2 separate regions of the Hordeum vulgare genome follow, and region 1 is linked to region 2. Evidence: chromatin contacts called from public Hi-C data. All regions are on one chromosome and are shown on one strand. Each heading gives the region's core, a stretch centred on a gene start, on an enhancer-like site or on the middle of the called end of the contact. The rest is flanking DNA. Distances are from core to core; before and after follow the strand shown. Region 1 holds the start of LOC123443896 (probable polygalacturonase). Region 2 holds the start of LOC123443895 (ATP-dependent zinc metalloprotease FTSH 9, chloroplastic/mitochondrial).

Region 1 (4,126 bases), core at 1,209-3,708, 600 kb before region 2:
TGGACCACAAGTTTTGCTAGCAAGTAGCAACAACTAAAACAAACAAACTTTGGAGGCTACGTTAAAGTGCCAATCTTGTATGGTACTGTTTGGCAGCTTCTGTACCTTGGCTATATAGTTCACTACACTTCACTGTTTGCTCCAGTTTAATGCAGTAATATTATCAATTATATAACAGGCCAGGAACCTAGCCTGGAGTTTATGTGCAATTTGTGATGGTGCTAATAGAGACTGGAGCGGCGGTACAACCATGGATCCTTATCCTGCTAGTGCTATATAACTGCAGTACGGTTAAAAGCAAGCAAATTTGTCCCAAGTAAGCTAAAGCAATTGGACTGCAAGATGAAGGTGCACTGCAGCACCCAATTCTGAAAAACTGGCTAGTGGTCTTCCTCGTTGAATCCATAAGGAGCAAACATACAATTTGGGGATTTTAGTCCCGTTATGACAGGACAGGAACACAGGCTGGAGTTCATGTGCAATTTGCGATGGTGCAAATGGAGATGCTGTGCAATGGTGGATCCTTGTACTGCTATATATAACTGCAGTACTGTTGAAAGCAAGTTGTCCCGATTCCCAAATAAGGTAAGCCATTGCACTGCAAGATGAAGGTGCGCTGCAGAACCCAATTCTGCAAAACTGACTAGTGGTCTTCCTTGTCGAATCCACAAGGAGCAAACACAGAATTTGTGAATTTAGGTATAGAGAATTAAATGGATGTTCCCACCTGCAATAAACTGGATGGATGTTCCAAAATGGCGAATCCTGGAAAACCAAATTGGAGACAATAGCATTCGACGAGTCCATCAGCTCGAGCAGATGGGGTCTTGTGAAGGGCAATGTACCCTTCTTCCACATGTCCCACCACACACTACCTTGCCCATCGATGGTGCCATTCTCACCTGCACAAATAACAGTTCCAACCACGAAAACAATCATCATCTAGATGAAGGCAAGGGTAGATCTATATGAAGAAGGACATTCTACAGGTTTCCACAGTGGCATATTCTTGTAGCACGTGCTAATGCATGGCGTCACTAGCATGATGCCAAATTTAAACCTTGTTTACTTCAGTATAACAGGCTGAGACATTCTACGATAAACCCCATGGTGATGTCACTAGCCAAATCAAGTATGATAAATTTAATAATGCAGAATGAGAACCTGTAATGAAAACATCCTGAAGTCCATTGCCATGGATCAAACTGATGTATCTCTTGCCGGGCAGCTCGCGCCCTCTCCCGTATGAGGGCAGCGGGTCGATCAGCGGCCAGCTAGATGTGTCCTGCTAAAAAAAAGATTTCACAAAGATATCCAACTGTTTTTTACCTCTACATCACCCATAACTGGATGAGCTAGACATCGATAGAAGATGAGAAGACATAGGTCACATGTCAACTAAGAAATCGTCTCTCGCAAGTGGCAACACGGGAATATAACACTAACAGAGTGAAACATCAAGACCAATGTGTTGTTTTTCAACTCTAATAAACCACCCTGAGACATGGCAAACCATAAAGACCATGTTTTCCTGTTCTTTGAATTAAGCTAGAACCCAAGAGATCTGAAATCTGAACGAAACAATTTGTTATCTTATATAGTAATAGTAACAGAACAAGGAAACTGGAAGCTACTATTATGAATACTCTGCATTCTGCAATATTTGGTGAAGATCCGTTAATAGGCCACACGAACAATGGCGGTCGGGAGAGGGAAGCAGGAGGTGTGACCTGCGTAGCGCGGATAACGGCGCCGCGCGCGAGGAAGAGGGTCATGTGTGAGGTGAGGCTGAAGGGCCCCGTGAGCCACACCCCGGGCGGCACGTAGAGCAGCGCCCCGCCCCGCGCGCGTCGGCGCGCGATGCTGGCGACGGCGGCAGCGAACGCCGCCGTGTTGAGCGTGCGGCCGTCGCCTGCGCCGCCGAAGCTGGCAATGGACATCCAGGCCCCGCGCTTGGGCGGCGCCGGCGCCGCACCCGAGCACGTCTCCTGCGCCCCGGCGCCGCCCGCCGCCGACAGCACCGCGGCGATGGCCGCGGCCACGACCAGCAGGCACCGCCACTTTGGCGCCATGTATAGCATCTTGGATCGATCTCCTCGTCTTTGTAGAATAATATTGTATCTAGACTAGAGTAGAAGCTGAGGTGCACTCACCCAGCAAGGAGTGGATGCCAAGGCAGAAAGGGAAACCAAATCCGCCGGAAAAGTTGCCGCGGGCAATTTTCCGCGTGGATTCACGTGGAGGGTAATAAACTAATAACCGATCTATGGTTGCGACTTGCGAGATTGTATATGCTTGGCGGGGAGACAGACAAGGGGAAGAGTAGAGCGGAGAAGAAGGGGAAGGGGGATGGGGGACGGGGGTGGGAGTGGGAGCTCGCACGCGCATGTGCGTTGAGGGCAGTGACGACGCCGGCCGGTCCGGTGCGGAGACCGACATGCGTCGTGTATAGGGCGTATGTTTGTCGGCGTGGTGGATCGGCACCCCTCCCCTCTCCTCCCCTCCAAGATTTTTTTTGAGTTAAATGCAAGCGCGGTCCTAATTCTTTTCTGAAAGTGTCACTTGGGTCCTAATTCTTTCAAAATGCATATCTGAGTCCCATATCTTTTTAAGTTGTTCATCCGAGGTCCTAATCTCGTCTGACCGCCGCTGACCAGTGCCACATCGACACCAGAGGGCCCGGGCGGGGTAGCGACCGGTCGTGTATATTTGCAAAAAACACCTGTAACCCTAAATCACTTTCTATCGCGGTCCCTCTTCCTTTTCCCCACACCTCTCCATCTCCCTGTCCGGCGAAAACAGGGGATTGACGGCGGTGGCGGCGACGGCGACGCTAGGATGGCGCCACATCTACGGCGACCCGGAGATCCTCCTCCGCGATATGGTAACAGCTCCTAACCCTAATCCCAATCTCTCCCCTGTTAGGTGCTCGTAACCCTAATCAGTGACCGAATCCTTTGCAATCTAGGACCACAAGAGGAGCTTTTCAGTGTAGAAATCAATTATGATGGTTTTTTTGCGGATTTGGCATGTCAAAGTCATATGTTGATGGCAAAGATGCTGTGTTTGATGGATGTGAAGTAGGTACATGGTCTCCTCTCTGGCTCACTGATTTTATGCAACAATTAGGATACAGTGACCAATCGAACTTCACTTTGTATTGGTTGCTCCCTGGAAAAAATCTAGCTGATGGTCTCCGGATTGTGGACTGCGACACTGACACATTGCACATGACAGCAGTTGTTCCAAAATTTCAGTATTTTCAGTTGTTTGTGGACCATAAAGACATGACATTTGACAATGCAATTGATGACATTCATGTTAGTGGTACACCTGATCTTCCTGCTGTACTATGCCCTAAGTCTCCTCAGTTTAATACTGGAATTAGGGGCAGTCCTAGGTTTAAGGTCAAAGCTCAGAAAGGCAATCTGAACCAGTGTCATGGAGGTAGCAGCCATGTAGGCAGTAGCAGTGTTCCACCAATGGCACAAATTGTTGGTCATGAGCTCAGAAGAAGTAGGAGAAAGCTTGTGGTAGAAGAAGAAATTTGTAATGAAAAGGAAAGTGACAGTGATGACAGTGAGTGGGATTCGGACTGGGTTGACTCTGACAATGAAGTAGGTAAAGATGATGATGATCTTTATGAAGAATGGGTGGATGACAAGTTTGAGCAGAAGAAAAAGAAGAAATCCAAATTGGAGCAGGACAGTGACTATGAATCTGATGAGCTGCAAGAGTTGCAAGATTCAGAGCTTGAAGAGAGTGATTCAGCAGAAGAAGTGGAAGTAGTTGATGCTCAAGGAAGGAAAACAAGGAAGAAGAAAGTGAAGCTCAAAAGGTGGAGGCCAGAGAATATGAAGGAAGTGAATTTTCACATAGGCATGGTGTTCTTGACAGTGACAGAATTGAGGGCAGCAATTCAAGAGTACATTGTGAAACAAAGAGTGCAAATACAATACATTAAAAATGATAAGCAGAGGGTTAGGGCTGGCTGTGTTGGTGATTGTCCCTGGTTCTTATTTGCTGCACCTGATAGCAGGACAAATTCTTGGGTTGTGAAGAAGTATGTGGGAGAACATACATGTGAAAGAGAGTGGGCACTGAAGCAATTAACAGCAAAATATCT
Region 2 (4,177 bases), core at 1,533-4,032:
GGGTGCATTTTCCTTGCTCAAAGCATGTATAAGAGATGCAATGGTGCTAAAATCCTTAACAAAGCGACGGTAAAAGCCGACTCGGTCAAGGAAACTACGCACTTGTTGCAAATTCATGGGGTCTGGGCCAAGTTTTAATAGCACTAATTTTAGTTTCATCAACGTGCACAACCTTAGAAGATACTACAAATCCAAGAAAAACAATCTTGTCAACACCAAAAGTGCATTTTTCCATGTTTGCATAAAGTTGTTCATTTCTAAGGACTTGCAATACTTCCCTAACATGTTTAGCATGCTCCTGTAGTGTGTTGCTAAAAACAAGAATATCATCAAAGTATACCACAACACAATCACCTACGAGATGGCGCAAGACATAATGAATGACACGCATGAAAGTACTTGGTGCTTCGGATAAGCCCATAGGCATCACTAGCCATTCATATAGACCAAATTTGGTTTTATACGCAATTTTCCACTCATCACCTTCTTGTATGTGTATAAGATAGTAACCACTTTTTAAATCAATTTTGGAAAATATAGTGGCACCACTAAGTTCATCTAGCATATCATCAAGGCGAAGTATAGGATGTCTATAACGAATGGTGATAGCATTTATGGGGCGGCAATCCGAACACATGTGCATACTACCTTCTTTCTTAGGAACAAGAATTACCGGAACCGCACAAGGACTTAGGCTGTCACGTACATGCCCATTATCTAGGAGTTCTTGAACTTGCCTTTGTATCTCCTTGGTCTCGTCGGGGTTGACGCGGTAAGGTGCCTTGTTAGGAAGCGGTGCTCCGGGTATGAGGTCGATGCGATGTTCAATCCCTCGTTTTGGTGGTAGTCCCGGAGGTAGCTCGTCGGGAAAGACGTTTTGGAATTCCTGCAATAGACGAGACAACACAAGAGGTAGATGTTGTGAAGCATTAGTCCTTACGACCTCATCTTTGCACACAAGTACAAAGTGAAGAATGGGTGATGGGCTCCCACTCACATCCCTCAAGTCTCTTTTTGTGGCTAAAAGAACTAGATCCCTCTTGTCTCTCATCATGGAATCACTCAGGTTGGCGCTCACTCTCTTTTAGATGGTTCGCTCTCTCACTTTTGTCTCCATGATGGGATGTATTTTGTTTGTCGATGATGACTTGCCTTAGGGTCATTGGTCTAAGCACATATTCCTTGCCCTTCGTCTTTTCAACATTCACAAAGGAGTTTCTCCTCATTTTGTGTGTATTCTTTGGTTCGCTTGCTCTTCCGCATCTTCTTTGCATTGCCTTGGGCGGGGAGCTCATCGAACAATGGCTCTACATCGATGTCCACTTCCTCATCCTCTTCATCAAGGCCCTAGACTTGCGGGAACTCATGACCAAACGGGAAAGAGCTGCCCAAGCCGAGTTGGTCCTCCATGAGGGGATCGACCATGTCTTCACCAAACGGGTACCCAATGCCATCGTGCCCGGTCATGAAAGGGGTGCGACCATCCTAGCTTTGAGTCTCATAGGGATCAAAGGGAATGCCGTCGCCACCACTTTCATAGACGAGGCTCTCCATGAACATGCGGTTGGCCTCATCTTCTGGAGATCGCATTCTATCGAACAGGTTGCGGGTGTTCCCCAGGGCGTCGGCTGGGAGCTAGCGAGGCCGTTTGCACGCACCCCCAGAGGACGATCCACCCTCATAAGCATCGCGTTGAGATCGATGGCCGCAGCACAAGCGTGGCAGGCACGGCCATGGTCACCTTCGGCGAACCAAAGCCCGTAGAGTTGGACAACCGGGAGGTTTGCGGGTGATGCCATTCGAAGCCTTGCCCCTGTGACGCGGTGGAGATGCACGACGATAGCGGCAACGATGCATTGGTGCTGGCCGCGGACACAACGACATCGACGAGCCCGTGTCGGCCTCGGTTCAACCCTAGCATGGCAGGGTCTGCCTCATGGCGGCAGCGATGATCTGGTGGTTCTTCGCGGCTTCGGCCTCCCGATTTATGGCGGCGGTGATGCTGGATGCGGCCGCGGCCTCCTCCCTGGCCTCTTGCTCATGCCGGCGGTGCTTCCTCCTCGCCGATTGGACGGTGCGCTCCTCAGGCGTCAAAACCTTCTTCTTCCTGGTCGTCACCGGTCCTTTGCATCCATCCTTGACAGAGACGGGACCGCCGGAGGCAAGGCCTGTAGCGGCGTTGATGGTCGACGCGTTGTCGTCCATAACGTGCGAGTGGGCGGGAGGTTTTTGGGAAATTGAAGGGAAATAGTGGCGTTGTGCCATCGACGAACGGGCCATGCGGAGGAGAAGGGCGGACGTCCCGCACGTGTGTCCCGTGTCCGCGGTCACACTAATCCGATCCAAATTTAACCGTGGAATGGGACGCGGGCGGACAAAAACGAACGCGTATCCGCCTAAATCGATGCTTCGGGCTGTATTTTGTGTCTGCGATGATCCAAACGGACACGCAAAATTGGAGTTGCTCTTGGAGTTCCCTCTCCTTTGAGAGCAGATTTTCGTTTCTTCATATGTTGCTTTGTCCATGCGTGCATGAGAGAGAGAATCTGGTCCCTTGCTTGAAGGAGAGTGGCAAGCCGAGCTCAAATCCAGCACCGACCCAGAGCCCACGACCACGAGGCCAAGGAGTCCCATCGACGACATCGCCCTTGAAGCTGAGCCGTCCGTCCACGTCGCTCGCCTCCGAACCAACGGTTCCGCGTGAGTGCTGCCAACGACCGAACCGCCTCCGTGTGCTCGCTGGCGATAAGGCTACTCCTCGTGTCCACTAGAATCGAAACGGAGCCCACCGAGAAGTGAAAAAGGAAAACAACACAAACAGAAAACGCTCCCAGGGAAACCCCTCCCTCCCTCCCTCCCCGGCAAGTCACGACTCACGCGTCTCCCACCTCGCCGGCGCCGGCCGCCCGCTCCACCGCCGCCGCCACCGCCATGAGCGCCCTCCAGGCCTCCCTCCTCCTCCGCGCTCTCCCCTCGCCCCTGCCCCATCGCCGCCGGCCGCCACCAGCCCCCGCTTCCGTCTCCTTCCCTCGCTCCTGCCACCACCGCCGCCCCCCGCTCTCCCTCCGCGCATTGGCCGCCGACGGCCCCCAGACTCCACCCTCTCCCGCTCCCGAGCCTCCCGCCGCGGCTGCGGGGGCGGCCGCTCCGGAGGCGGAGGTCGAGACGGGCTCCGCTGCCCGCGACGGGAAGGAGGAGCTGGAGGACCTGGTGGATAAGGCTAGGGTTTGGGCCGTGGCTTTCGCGGCCGCGGTGGTCGACGCGGTAAAGAGGTTTTTCGACTGGGTGGTGTCTGGCGATTGGATGAGCTGGTGGCCGTTCTGGCGTCCCGACCGCCGCCTGCAGCGCTTGATCGATGACGCCGACGCCGACCCCAAGGACCCTGCCAAGCAGAGCGCGCTGCTCCACGAGCTCAACAAGTTTAGGTGCGCCTTTCGCCGACGAGAACAATTCTTTGCTGTTTTCTGACGAGTCAACTCAAATGGGCGCTGCTTTGGGGACATTTGGAAAATGTGTTTCTTGGTGGCTGAGTATCAGGGGATTACTTGCTAATCCATAGGGCTGGACTATCGACTTACTTAATAACACGGTGGCAACAAAGTTTTAACAAGACATTGATTCTAGCTTTTCTGATGTTGAATGGATTGGATCCTTGATAAATATGTTCCTTTTTACCGATTTAATATTAGTACAATCAAGTTCATTGGTCAATACGTTCACTAGTTCAACCTGAATATGACCAGTGATTGACAATTCATTTGGTGGATCATTGCCTTGCTGAATCTCAAATCTAGGAAATCATGAAATTTGTAGCTAAATAGCCGAATTCAGTGGCATTTGGTTTGATGGTACCTAAATAATGCTGTCATTCATATGTGATGTGGAACAATGTACAATGTACTTTTCCTGCTATATTTTGATACTAGTACTAAAATACACCCTCTGTTCCTAAATGCAAGACGTTGAACTGCCAAAACGTCCTACATTTAGGTACAAATGGAGTAGCAATTAATTGGAATGGGTTACTTGTTCTTTTTGTTTTTCTTTGCACATTGCAGCATGGTCCAGTGTCCTATTTATATAGATTTTAAAGAATGATGTGGTTTGTAAATTCCATCTTGGCAGCCCAGAGGATGTCATCAAAAGAATCGAGCAAAGAAGTCATGCGGTAGATAGC

The links. Hi-C and Micro-C count contacts between places; a contact is called where the count stands out from the background.
Region 1: a contact with region 2 is called in a Hi-C map of seedling, with 4 times the contacts expected there. The contact joins the promoter of LOC123443896 here to the promoter of LOC123443895 in region 2. A contact is called at or near these places in 3 of 6 Hi-C or Micro-C datasets (leaf and seedling) and 1 of 1 datasets of contacts at active chromatin or transcription factors (embryo).

What each region holds. Positions count from the first base shown.
Region 1 is chr3H:373,541,705-373,545,830 of MorexV3_pseudomolecules_assembly, reverse strand. LOC123443896 (probable polygalacturonase) reads right to left here and starts at 2,458. Exons shown (of 6, transcript XR_006630874.1): 1 at 1,731-2,458; 2 at 1,165-1,285; 3 at 728-902.
Region 2 is chr3H:372,944,584-372,948,760 of MorexV3_pseudomolecules_assembly, reverse strand. LOC123443895 (ATP-dependent zinc metalloprotease FTSH 9, chloroplastic/mitochondrial) reads left to right here and starts at 2,782. Exons shown (of 17, transcript XM_045120441.1): 1 at 2,782-3,425; 2 at 4,126-4,177. The coding sequence starts at 2,932.